Regions from separate parts of the Mus musculus genome. Here region 1 is linked to region 2. Evidence: chromatin contacts called from public Hi-C data. All regions are on one chromosome and are shown on one strand. The core of a region is the stretch at or near the end of the contact, and the rest is flanking DNA. Distances in the headings are between cores, read along the strand shown. Region 1 holds the start of Cd55 (CD55 molecule, decay accelerating factor for complement). Region 2 holds the start of 2900009J06Rik (RIKEN cDNA 2900009J06 gene).

Region 1 (6,035 bases), core at 3,323-5,822, 2.7 Mb before region 2:
GCGCCCCCCCCCCACCCCCGCCCCTCCAAGCACACAAAAAGAGGACCTGAATGTGGATGAGAATTTTTTTTCTCAATAAACAAGAAGTGGCGGTGCTAGTCTGTTTCCATTAATTTTTAGAAAACAGGTCTCATTTAATCTTCAGGGCAGAACTGCCTAGATTTGCAGCTGTAAGACAAAGGAAACCAAGGGTTCTCAAGCCAAAGGTTTGCTTTTGTTTCTGTTGGCTGTTTCAGGACCCTGGAGGCAAGGAGGGGGGGCGGTGAGGGGGGAAATACTGTAGGCTACTAGGAAGGCATCTAGGCTGTTCCTTGTAGGGGGACCTGACAGATCTGGTAGAGCTTAAAAATCCTCCTCCTGTTTTGACCTTGTCAACTGGGAGATGTCCTGGATCAGAGAGGGGAGGTGGAACAGCCTGAGACCTCCAGACTCTAAGCTGGTTATATGGTTAAATTTCTTTTACATCCCTGAATTCCAATGGCCTCCTCCCCTGTAAGAAGGATGACACTATTATGTGACTGTTAGTTTGGGAGCCTTGTCCTTCAGAAACTGTAATGCCCTCTTCCGTTTTTTACACCTTCTCACCTGTCCTGTTGATTCTAAGGTGTGGCTTCAAGACTTTGTCTGCTCTCTCCTTGTTTCTGGCCACCCCCTCAACACCTTTCTCTTAAGCCATGTCTCTCCAGGTTCCAGCCCAATCTCCTACATTCCAATCTCAATGCTGTGTATTTCCACTTAGCCATGCTGCTACTGCATCTTGTAGTTAGCCAGCAGAAAGCCAAGTGGTTATTTCTTCCCTAAATTGCCTCCTGGTTTCACCTTACACATGCCCAAAGTGCAGAGTCACCTTTAAGATTATTTTCCTTCTGTTCAGTTGTCAAATGCGGTGGACTCCTCCTTCAGAATGTCTTTGGTCTGAGCAAGAATGGAAACGCAAGGGTTTATAATAATTGTGTTAAGTTTTCTTTTTTAAAGAGTAACAGATTTATTTCCTTAATATAGACTTATTATTTAAAAAACTGAAATGGAGGCATTTCTGTTCCCTAGTGTTAACCTCCTGACTGCTGTGCCTTTGGAGTTACTCTGTTTCCAGACTCTGTACACAACTTCCCAATTAATCCTTGCTTCCCCTGTAAGAACTTTCTTCGAATGTATAAATACCGAGTTAGTCTTTCTACCTAGGCAAGGGCTGTGCTTTCTTATTCCTGCAAAATCATAGACTTAAATGTCTTTATGTTTCCTAACCTAATTATATAAATGTGTCATTTGGGAATTGGAGATCTATAGGGACCAAAAACTGTTCTGAGACATTTTCAAGTCAACGTGGAACAAGATGCTGAAGAACACATAGCTAGCTTCCAGAGTACAGAATCAAAACAATGAATTAAGTGTTCACACCAGAAGGTCCTAGGTTTCCAAACCTCTTTGATAATTCACTGTGCTCTAGGTAGGACAAATCTTTGATAATTGTTCCTTACAAAGAATATGCTGGGGAGACAGCTTAGTTGGTAACATGTTTGCTGTTCAAGCATGAGGACCTAAGGTCAATTCCAGGACTCAGGTAAAAATACCACGTGTGCTAATGTGCACCTGTAATCCAAGCATCAGGGAGACAGAGAAAGGTGCCTCCCTGGCCAGCCAGCCTGCCCCAGTCACTGAGCCCCAGGTTCTTCCAGTGAGAGACTTTGTTCAAAGGACATGAGCACGTGTTCCTGAGGATGACACCTGAGACTGTCCTGTGTCCTACACACACACACACACACACACACACACACACAGAGGTACAAATTCAGAAGCATACACACAAAAGTCTTAGAATCAAGCTAGATTTGCATTTTAATCTGGCCACTTCTTATTTTTTGCGGAAATAACTATCGTGTCGTGTCCTCTCATCTGTGAAATGTTGATAGCTCTTCCACCTCATGAAGAAATGGAACTGGAAAATGGTACATGCATAAAGCAAGTGGAATATAGAAAATCTGGGCCAGTGTCTTAGTCAGGGTTTCTATTCCTGCACAAACATCATGACCAAGAAACAAGTTGGGGAGGAAAGGGTTTATTCAGCTTACACTTCCAAACTGCTGTTCATCACCAAGGAAGTCAGGACTGGAACTCAAGCAGGACCTCCCCTCTTGATCACTAATTGAGAAAATGCCTTACAGCTGGATCTCTTGGAGGTGGATGCATTTCCCCAACTGAAACTACTTTCTCAGTGATAACTCCAGGTGTGTCAAGTTGACACAAAACTCGCCAGCACAGCCAGCACGTAAAATAAAATACCCTAAGTTATCAGCTTGAAGTTTTGTTTTTTTTTTTCTTAGTAATGTTCATATTTTAATCCACACCTTTTTAAAAATTAAGTAAATGCATCATGTGGTGTTGTTAAATCTTTCCCTCCTGGGTATTGTAAATATTTGGGTGGTGGCAAGCATTACGTAAGTGTCCACCCATTAATTCTTAAACTCATTTCTTTGGAAAAAACTTATTACTGAAAATAAAATACTTTAGAAAGTGACAGCTTAGACCAATTGGTGTTCCAAAATTGGGCGATAAGATAGGTTTTTGTTTGTTTGTTTGTTTTGTTTTTTTGTTTGTTTGTTGTTTTTACAGACAGGGTTTCTCTATGTAGCCTTGGATGTCCTCGAACTCACTCTGTAGACCAGCCTGGCCTGGAACTCAGAAATCCGCCTGCCTCTGCCTCCCAAGGGGTAGGATTAAAGGCGTGTGCAACCACTGCCTGGACAATAAGATAGTTTTGGACACTTGGCTGGGCTCACTGTTCTATCTAGCTATAAAGCTATGATCTTTATTTAACACACATGTAGAGAACTCTTTCAAGGGTTTATGAGTGCTCCCTATCTGATTTTGACTCAGCTAACTACAGCAGGGCAGAAAAAAGTAGTGAATGAGGTCACAGAGAGCTCTCAGGGAATAAATGAAGGTCCATGTGACACCACTTCTGTCACTGCTGGGCCCTGACATGCAAGTGGCACATAAGGAAGGAAGGGTCAAGTTTTTAACAACTATGAGAAGAAACACACTTGATAGTTATGAAACACTCTACCCTTGTGAGACTTAAACTTCAGGATGTTTTTAAGAAATGGCCCTATTGAGGCCAAGTTAACTTGGAACTTCAAAACCCAGGCTAGCCTTTAACCCAAAACCTCTTGCTCTACCTTCCAAGTTTACAGGCATGAGTCGCTAGGGTATGATGTCAACTCCAGAACCCTTAAATACTGTTAGATTTCAACAAACACCTATAAAGCAACCCTTTCCTGTAATCTCGGCAACAGGAAAACACGGTGCTTGGGTAACTAAGTAAGCAAGAATCAGAAGAAAACACTTGTTAAAAACCAGTTTGCTCTTCAAAAGCTCACACTAACCAATAAGGAACCACAAGAAAACTTTAGGAATGGTTATCAGTATATGACAAACACTCCCACAACTGGTCTACCATTGAAGGCTGAGTTTCTGGTGAGGGATTTCACCAGTTGGGTAAAACACCTATATAAAAAGGGAATTCATAGTGGGACACTGCTAACCAGACCCAGACACACAAAGGGGAGCACTTTGGGGCTTTTTACATGAGGGCCTGTGGCAACTTACCTCTGCTTCCTCCCACCTCGACCCTCCCGGTGGGGATTTGCAGGAGACACATGGTGTGGTACATGGCTCTTTACTCTGGATATCACACGCATGTGGGGCTTCATAAACCGGGTTGCACAGTGACCAGCCAATACCAAATAATCCTAATTCCTAGTGCTGTCCTCAAGAGAGGTTCAGTTTATTCCATGCACAGCTTCACCTTCTGCATTCTTTTCTTTCCTTTTCTTTTTCAATTAATTAATTTAATGCTCTGGTGTGATTCCAATGTGTGGATCGCTTTGTTTGTCACTGTTCTTCACACCACGAAATAAATCTTTTTCTTAAGCTCTACTATTTATTCCTGAATTCTATTTCATAGCAGGACTGAAATAATCCCAAAGTCGAATTCAGGTGGTATCCTTGGTCCATATCTATAACCAGGGCTAAGAAGGTGACTCCTCACCCAGATAGGGTCTGAAAAACCTCAGCCAAGCTCCCTAGATCTCTGCATATTGTTTGTGACCGGTTCTGGCAGGCTGATCCCTCCCTGTTTTCTTGGATCCTATCCTATTTTCTGTTTTGACACCATGGTGAGACCTAGGAGACACACTCTTGGTCAGCAGCTCCCACCCTCCCATCTGACATCTTCCAGCTGAAGCCACAGGGGTCCTGGGTGTTTCCCTATTTCTCAGCTCCCTCTGGCTCAGGAATTCCACCGCGCCTACCCTTCCCTTTGCAAGCACTCAGCACACCAGAGTTGGGAGTGTGGGTAGCTTTCTGCTGGAGCAGAGTGCTGACACAGAGTACTGGGGGAGTGAAGCGCCCTCCTTTAGAAGGTACTCCCCCAGACCCCAGACCCCACTCCCGCCGGACAACTAGGTCCCCTGGGTGAAGCTAGAGGCCAGGCACCCGCCCTCATTAATGAGGGAACGCCCTCTTGCACGCAGGCTGCCCCACCCAGGGTGACGAGGGCCCTGCCCCGCCCCGCCACAGCTGCTCAATTAACTGCGGCTCAAAACAGCTCCAGCCGCAGCCGGGCAAGGTCTCTTCTACCTGGGGCTATGATCCGTGGGCGGGCGCCTAGGACTCGGCCATCACCGCCGCCTCCGCTGCTGCCGTTGCTGTCGCTGTCTCTGTTGCTGCTGTCCCCAACTGTACGCGGTGAGTGGCCAATGCGCGACGACCGGCTGGCTGCCCGCCAGGGGGCGCATGCTCAGCAGACATTGTGTCCCAGTAACTGGGGGCTCCGCTGCTGGGTGCCGGCGGCCAGCGGGAGGGATGGGGGTGGAATGCTGGGCTATCTGGGCTGTGACTGGATCCCCTCCGCGATCAGAGACCGTGGCAACACCAAAAGGGAGGGTTGAGTGCGAATCTCCAACCCTGCTCCTGGCTCTTTTATTCTTAAGGTGGAAGCTAGATGGCTGGCCACCTGCGCCGGTGAGAGACTGGTCGCGAGCAGCTACCGGGTGTCTTATCTCGCGCCTTGCTCGCTGCAGTGTTCCTGTGGATATTAAGTAGATTCTGAACGACTCAAGGCGGGTGGGAATTTACTCCCTACTTAGTTTTTGTCTTGTGTTCACGAGAGTCCAAGCATTCCAAGTTCCTGAGGGGCAAGTTCAGCCCTGGCAGGAAGGTAAGAGCCATTGCTGCTTCTCTTGTTCCAGGTCTGGGGAAAGAAAGCTCCTTGCCAACTTCAGTTTTACACCTGCTCTTTTCTTCCTAGGAGACTGCGGCCCACCTCCAGACATTCCTAATGCCAGGCCAATCTTGGGCAGACACTCCAAGTTTGCTGAGCAAAGCAAAGTGGCATACTCGTGTAATAACGGCTTTAAACAAGTTCCAGACAAGTCAAACATAGTTGTCTGTCTTGAAAATGGCCAATGGTCGAGCCACGAAACATTCTGTGAGAGTAAGTTCTTCATTTCTCTTTCTGAAAAGTTTTGGGAATGTGGATCTCGTTGAGGTTATTTTTATGCCTCTTTGGAGTGACTGGTAATTGATAGTTTTCTAGCATTATTAAACCCCAGGGTATACATGTTGGCAGTTTACACTCGAGCTAATTGAAGGCGGTACTTCCTATGGCAAGTCCTGCTTCTTCATTAAGAGTTTTTCTTTCTATTGTACAGGCTAGTAGAGAAAAAAAATGATAGGTACTGTTTAGGGAGTAAATTATATGTGAATATATTTGGCAATTACCCTGAGACACACACCCTGGTGATCTGTCTTGTTCAACTCTATTTTGTTAAGTAATGGATACAAGTCTTGGGAGACATTTTGAGGTCTTACTTCAAAAAAAAAAAATCTGTTGTACATATAGCCCTATGTTATCTTTAAGATATAGTTTTAGGTTGTTCTGGCATATCATCTGAACATTATACTAGACGGTATGTGTACTGACCAGGGTTCTCTATGAAACCCATGGCTTTGTTCTTTTCTTATAAACCTCTATA
Region 2 (5,679 bases), core at 3,026-5,525:
TCCCCGGGACGACCACGTCTCCCACTCTCAGCAGTCCTTGGTAGGCTGTAGTTTTTTGTCTAGGGTTGAAGCCCTGAGCTTTCCCCCTTCCATGTTAATGAGTCTACTGCTGTCTTCCTTGTCCCTGTTTAGAAAACCAAAATAGATAGGCAGACAGAAGCACACCTATTTAAAAGGTGTTAGAGAGCAGACCATGACAAACAAAGATTTTTGAAAAGGCATGCTCTATATAACCCAATACTAAGGGAACTCTTGGATTTGACCAGAAATAAATGCAACTTAAAGTGAACTAGTCAGATGTGGTGCCATTTCAGTAGCCCAGCATTTGGGAGGCTGGGGCAAGAGCGAAACCCTGCAATGAATAAAACTAAAAGAATAAACCATTTCTCAGAGAAGTTGGGCCAGTCTCTTAAGACGGAGATAAAAAGGGCTGTGACCTCAGGTTATACTCTAGACACTGTTGGGCTAGGGCTGTTATAATTTACTAAACTGATAGCCCCCTCCTTGTTTTTTTTCAAGACAAGTTTCTCTGTGTAGCCCTGCCTGTCCTCTAACACAGAGATCCATCTGCATCTACCTCCCAAGTGCTGGGATTAAAGATATGTGCAGCCACTACTTGGCCTAAACTGATTTAAAAAAAAAAAAGTTATAGGGCTGGAGAAATGGCTTGGTGGTTATGGCTGTTTTTCTAGAGGACCCAGGTTCAGTCTCCAGCACCCAAATGATGGTTCACCACCACCTATAACTCCAGCTCCAGAGGATCTAACGCCCTTTTCTGGCCTCTGCAGAGAACAGGTGTGCACACAGTAATATATATATATATATCACAAACACACGCAACCAAAACACCTATACACATAAAATAAATAAATAAATCTTTAAAACATGCTTTTATATTTATTTTTGTGTGTTTGAGAGAGGCAGGCAGGCAGGCAGGGAGGGAGGGAGGGAGGGAGAGAGAGAGAGAGAGAGATTGAGATTCTTATACTGTGTGTCCCACAGATCAAGTTCAGGCTATTAGGCTTGGCAGCAAGCACCTCCTAAGCCATCTCACCAGCTCACTAGATTTCTCTTAAACTTGATCCAAGAAGGATATTCTTTATTTACCAGTCCTAAAGATAGTTTTATTCTGAAGCTATATACAGTCACCTATTCCTTAGAATGATTGGACTCTCCAAGAAAACTGACAACTGAAAAACAAGTTACTCGGTGACAGACACAGGCGAAGATTGACTCCAACTCTTAAATAAACAAGCACAGAAATGCTTCTTTACTTTTAAATCTGTCAATCTGAGACACTAAAACAAAGCACTGAATACTGAAGGATACCTTAGCATCATGGATGCATGACAGTTTAAGACCTTACAGTTTGTTCTGGCATCTCAGCTTCTTACTCTGTTGGGTTTAATTTATCAAATGATACTTGAGGGTTTTTAAAAAATGACACTTGATTATAATCTGAGAAAAAAATTCTCAAGAATGCAAGAAAATATGAATTTAAACATGACCGATGTTCAATCTGAGATCATCACTGAAGGATCAGGTGTGTGGGAAGTACTACTGAGGCTATGCTACTGATACAGTATTTAAAACCACCTTTAAGCTGCCAAAACAGGCCAGAAAGACATTGAGGTGAGAGGGATGATGTTGTTTCCCCAAACAGATAATTACCCTGCTAGGAAAGACTAAGCACTCAAGCCTCCTTCCTATGCGGAAGGCAAACAAACTTTTAGACGACTGTAAGTCCAAGTGTTTCATGCAAGTGCCCTGTGCTAACTAGGCAAATTTGAAGAGACAGATTCTACCATTGAGAAGGATGTTTGCTTAAAGCAAACAAACCAGGACACAAAAACAAATAAAGGAAGGGCTTAAAAAGCAAGGCATGTGGCGAGATCTTATACTGAAAATAGAAAAGCAAACCCATTCGCAAAAATAGGACATCTACGGCTCTGCAAAGAATTTCCACAACGATTTTGACTTGTACTTTCTACCAGCATGATCCAGGACTACTGTGAAAAAGCCAAGGTTACTTAGTGCTCACTAATTCACTGCTACTTTTAGAGAACTGAAATTAAAACTGGATTCTCTTAGCATAAGCATTATAAATAGGTTCTTTTCTTCTCTACAACACCACTATTGACCTAAGAATGATACAAAATAATCCAGAAAGAGCAAGACTCAAAACAGATTAAAACAGATTAAAAGAACAGGGACTGCAAAACCCACAGTTATAAAAAAACAAAAAAAAAAAACAAAAACAAACCACTGTCTCAGACAAAAACAACTTGCAAATTTGATAAACCAGGTTAGACTTAAGATCAACTGAATTTAAAGCAGGAATTAATCTAAACTATAACATTTCTGCCATTTCAAAAGCAAAAAATGTAAGAAACTTTTCTAAAACTGTTTCCTTAGCAATTGGGAGCCTAAACTCCACAAACTATCCACAAAGAACATTAAGTCCTTACATGGCCTAGTCCTACATGTGCCTTTCAGAATAACACTATAAAAATTCTAATAAAAGGCAAATTATAAAGAGAAATTAAAGTATTACTTCAAAGCAAGACTCAATTCATACCATTTGAAACAAAGAACCCTACACAATTAAATGTATCCTTCCCAAGGACTACACTTGCCCAAACAAACTATTCTGTTTTGAGTACTTAAATTATTCTAATATAAATCACCCCAACTGCAAATTTTACATGAGCAAAACACTATCGCTTTTTGAGTTAAGAAACATTTTGTTTGTTTCTCCGCCAGGCTTGGTGGCACATTACTTAATCCCAAGCACTGGGGAGTCAGAGGTAGTAGATATCTCTTTTGAGTTCAAGGCCAGCCTGGTCTACATATTTAGGTCCAGGACAGCCAGACTTACAAGTGAGACCCTGTCTCAAAACAAAACAACACCCCCCTCCCCAACAAATCCAACAACAAAAGGCTAACACTGTGCTTTACAGCTTAATTAATAAAATTCTCTCTCACACACACTCCTCTGCACGAGGCAAAACGTTTATTGCATAACTCACATTTATAGTAAACGTAGAACGCTCAATTTATAAGTAAAAACAACGATCAACTAACTTGTTTTCGCATTATCTACTCATTTTAACATTCGGCGTCTAAAACAATAAAACAGTACTTACATTTCTGTTGAATTTGGTGAAGGAATGGTGCATATAAAACCTGTGCATATAAACAATCGCAGTGTTTATTGTAAGCTGAGAGCTGGGATGCAACGTTTAGAAAATAATCTAAGCAAAATGTTTCCAAAAACTAAATCAATTTGAATGGAAAAATCCCCTTTCCATTTACTCAAATCCAATCCTCAACCTGAAAGTATGCAGAAAGTCTGCGGGGAGAAGAGAAATCAGTCTGGATGCCAAATTATTCTAATACGCTACGTAGGGAGAGCCCAGGAATTATTTGCAATTAGGTTACAGCTTAGTACAGTAGAAATAAAGTAGTCGAAAGGCGCGCGCCACACACCCAAAGAACATGAAACATCTACGTGCGTTCCCCCGGCGCAACAGAGCCGCCCTGGAGCCGGCACGGAAGCCTCGGAAAACACTTTCCGTGGAACATCTGCGACCTCTCTACGTCTCAAGGCCTTTTCTGACTTCCGAAAGTGGAAGGGGCCGCCCCTTGGCTTTGCTCATCCCGGATTCCTCCTCTCTCGCCAGGGAAGCACTGCTATTCCCTCCCGCATCACGCGCTCCCAAACACAGGTTATACAACGCGGGCTCCCGGCCCGCCTTCCCCGGCACATCTCCTCTTTCTCCGGCTCGCCACGGCAGCTCGGGCCCTAGCTTTCTCTGTGTCTTTCCCGAGATCAAAAGACGGCAAAGGGAGCGGCGCCATGTTCCCGGGACACTAGGCCCGGTCACCCGGCGAGCGCGACCAGGGCGTGTGGGACGCAGGGCCGCAACTAGAAAAAGGATACACATTGAGACGTTGCCCCATGTCCTGGATGAGGTTGGCCGCCTGCTGGCGATGCGACAGCTCTTCATCCGCTTCCACTCCGCAGCGGCGGCTCGGCGTGTTCTCCAGCTGTTCCCGAGTAAAGAACCAGCGAGAAGAAGCTCCACGGCCCGACGCCATGACACTTCCTCCTCCGCCCGCGCCCTGAGCCCGCCCCCTCCCCGCCTGCCTCCGGGACTCCGCGCCAATGTGTCGAGGCCCCGCCCCAATGTGCTCTCCGTAGGGTGGGCCACGCCTTTTCCGGGCCTGCTGCTACCCACGCGCACGCGCAGGGACCCGCCCTGCCGGCTCGCGCTGGTCTTTTGCTTTCTCTTTCCGGCCTCCCTCCCCTTTCTCTCTCTCGGACCCGCGGGACCACAATGCTCTGCGCCTCTTGTCATTGGGAGACGCCGTAAAGTGGGGGTCACTCGGAAAGAAAAGGTCGACGCGGTGCATGCTGGATCTGGGAGGGGCTAAGGGGAAGGGGCGGGGCGAACAGGGAAGAGGTCCTGAGGCTGCCTAATAGGGCTTGGACGTTAGCTTTCAACTAAACGGTTTATTTTGTGGTCTGTGAGTTTGCGGGTGCGTTAAAGTCAGAAAAGGCTTTTCTAGTCTCGGCTTCGTGCTGTAGCTTCCATTTTCTTACATGTTGGTGGGTGTATTTTCTTAGCTTTGTTGACTCCTGTGTCCACGAATGGCTACCCTCCGGAGGAGTTAGCTAGGAAAGAACGCTAATTCTAGCAGTGAACTAACAGTGTCTTCTGGGTTTTTTGGTTTTGTTTTTTAAATCGCTAGTAGATGTTGGGGAGCATGCGCCTTTAAAACGTTACTTTAAACCTAAAGCCACTCAAGGGGTATGGGTTGTTTTAAAACGATGTGCCATGTGTCCCAGACTGGCTTTGTGTTCACTCTTGTAGCCAAGAATGACCTTGGATTTACTGTCCTCTTGCTTCCCCCTCGGAAGTGCTGGGATTACAAGGCCAGTGGCATCACTCTGCAGATATCTTTCTTATTAAGTTACCTGTCAAACAATATGAAGTTAATAATTGGAGGTCATGACTCTCTAGGCCTTCCATCCAGATGGGGTGTATGGTTTTGAAGGTCTGTGTGGTTTCTGCGGGTTGAGATTGGGGGATGGTTGGGGAGAAGCAGAACGCTGTAACTCAGGTTGTCCAGAAACAAAGTGCAGGGATTATAGGCTGGTGTGCCGCATCTTGGTTGAAGTGCTGGAGCAGAGGGCCTTAGGCATACTAGGCCAACAGTCTAACAAATGAGTGCAAGAGAAGCTAAGAAAAAAATTGTTTAGGATTTTATAAAGTAAGGTCTCTTATAACTGATGATTTATTTCCATCTTTTTGTAAGGAAGCACCACTCATTTGTTTACATGTTATCTGCCTCTGAGTTAATGCCTATTGTATATGACCAAATTACACTTTAGTTTTTAAGTATTTTCTGAAGACTGCAGTCAGTTATCGAAAACTGGCTTTTAAAAAGCCAACGAGGGCTGTTGAAATGGCCGACCAGCTAAAGGCAACGCTGCCAAGCCGGACAACTTGAGTTCACTCCCCACCTATATGGTAGAGGGAAAGACCCAAATGCTACAAATTGTCCTCTAACCTTCACACGTGCTCAGTGGCACACATGCGTGTGCACACTCATGCACAATAAACAGCTGTAAAGAAAATGACCCTATCTAAAAATTCCTTAAAATGAAAATAA

The links. Hi-C and Micro-C count contacts between places; a contact is called where the count stands out from the background.
Region 1: a contact with region 2 is called in a Hi-C map of B cells, with 5 read pairs. The contact joins the promoter of Cd55 here to the promoter of 2900009J06Rik in region 2. A contact is called at or near these places in 2 of 39 promoter capture datasets (embryonic stem cells and pre-B cells), 1 of 484 Hi-C or Micro-C datasets (B cells) and 1 of 9 other capture datasets (adipose tissue).

The regions. Positions count from the first base shown.
Region 1 is chr1:130,461,281-130,467,315 of GRCm38.p6, reverse strand. Cd55 (CD55 molecule, decay accelerating factor for complement) reads left to right here and starts at 4,572. Exons shown (of 10, transcript NM_010016.3): 1 at 4,572-4,746; 2 at 5,309-5,494. The coding sequence starts at 4,647.
Region 2 is chr1:127,772,650-127,778,328 of GRCm38.p6, reverse strand. 2900009J06Rik (RIKEN cDNA 2900009J06 gene) reads left to right here and starts at 4,275. Exons shown (of 2, transcript NR_045298.1): 1 at 4,275-4,401. It overlaps Ccnt2 (cyclin T2), which reads right to left and starts at 4,165. Exons shown (of 9, transcript NM_028399.1): 1 at 3,944-4,165; 2 at 3,147-3,228. The coding sequence starts at 4,101.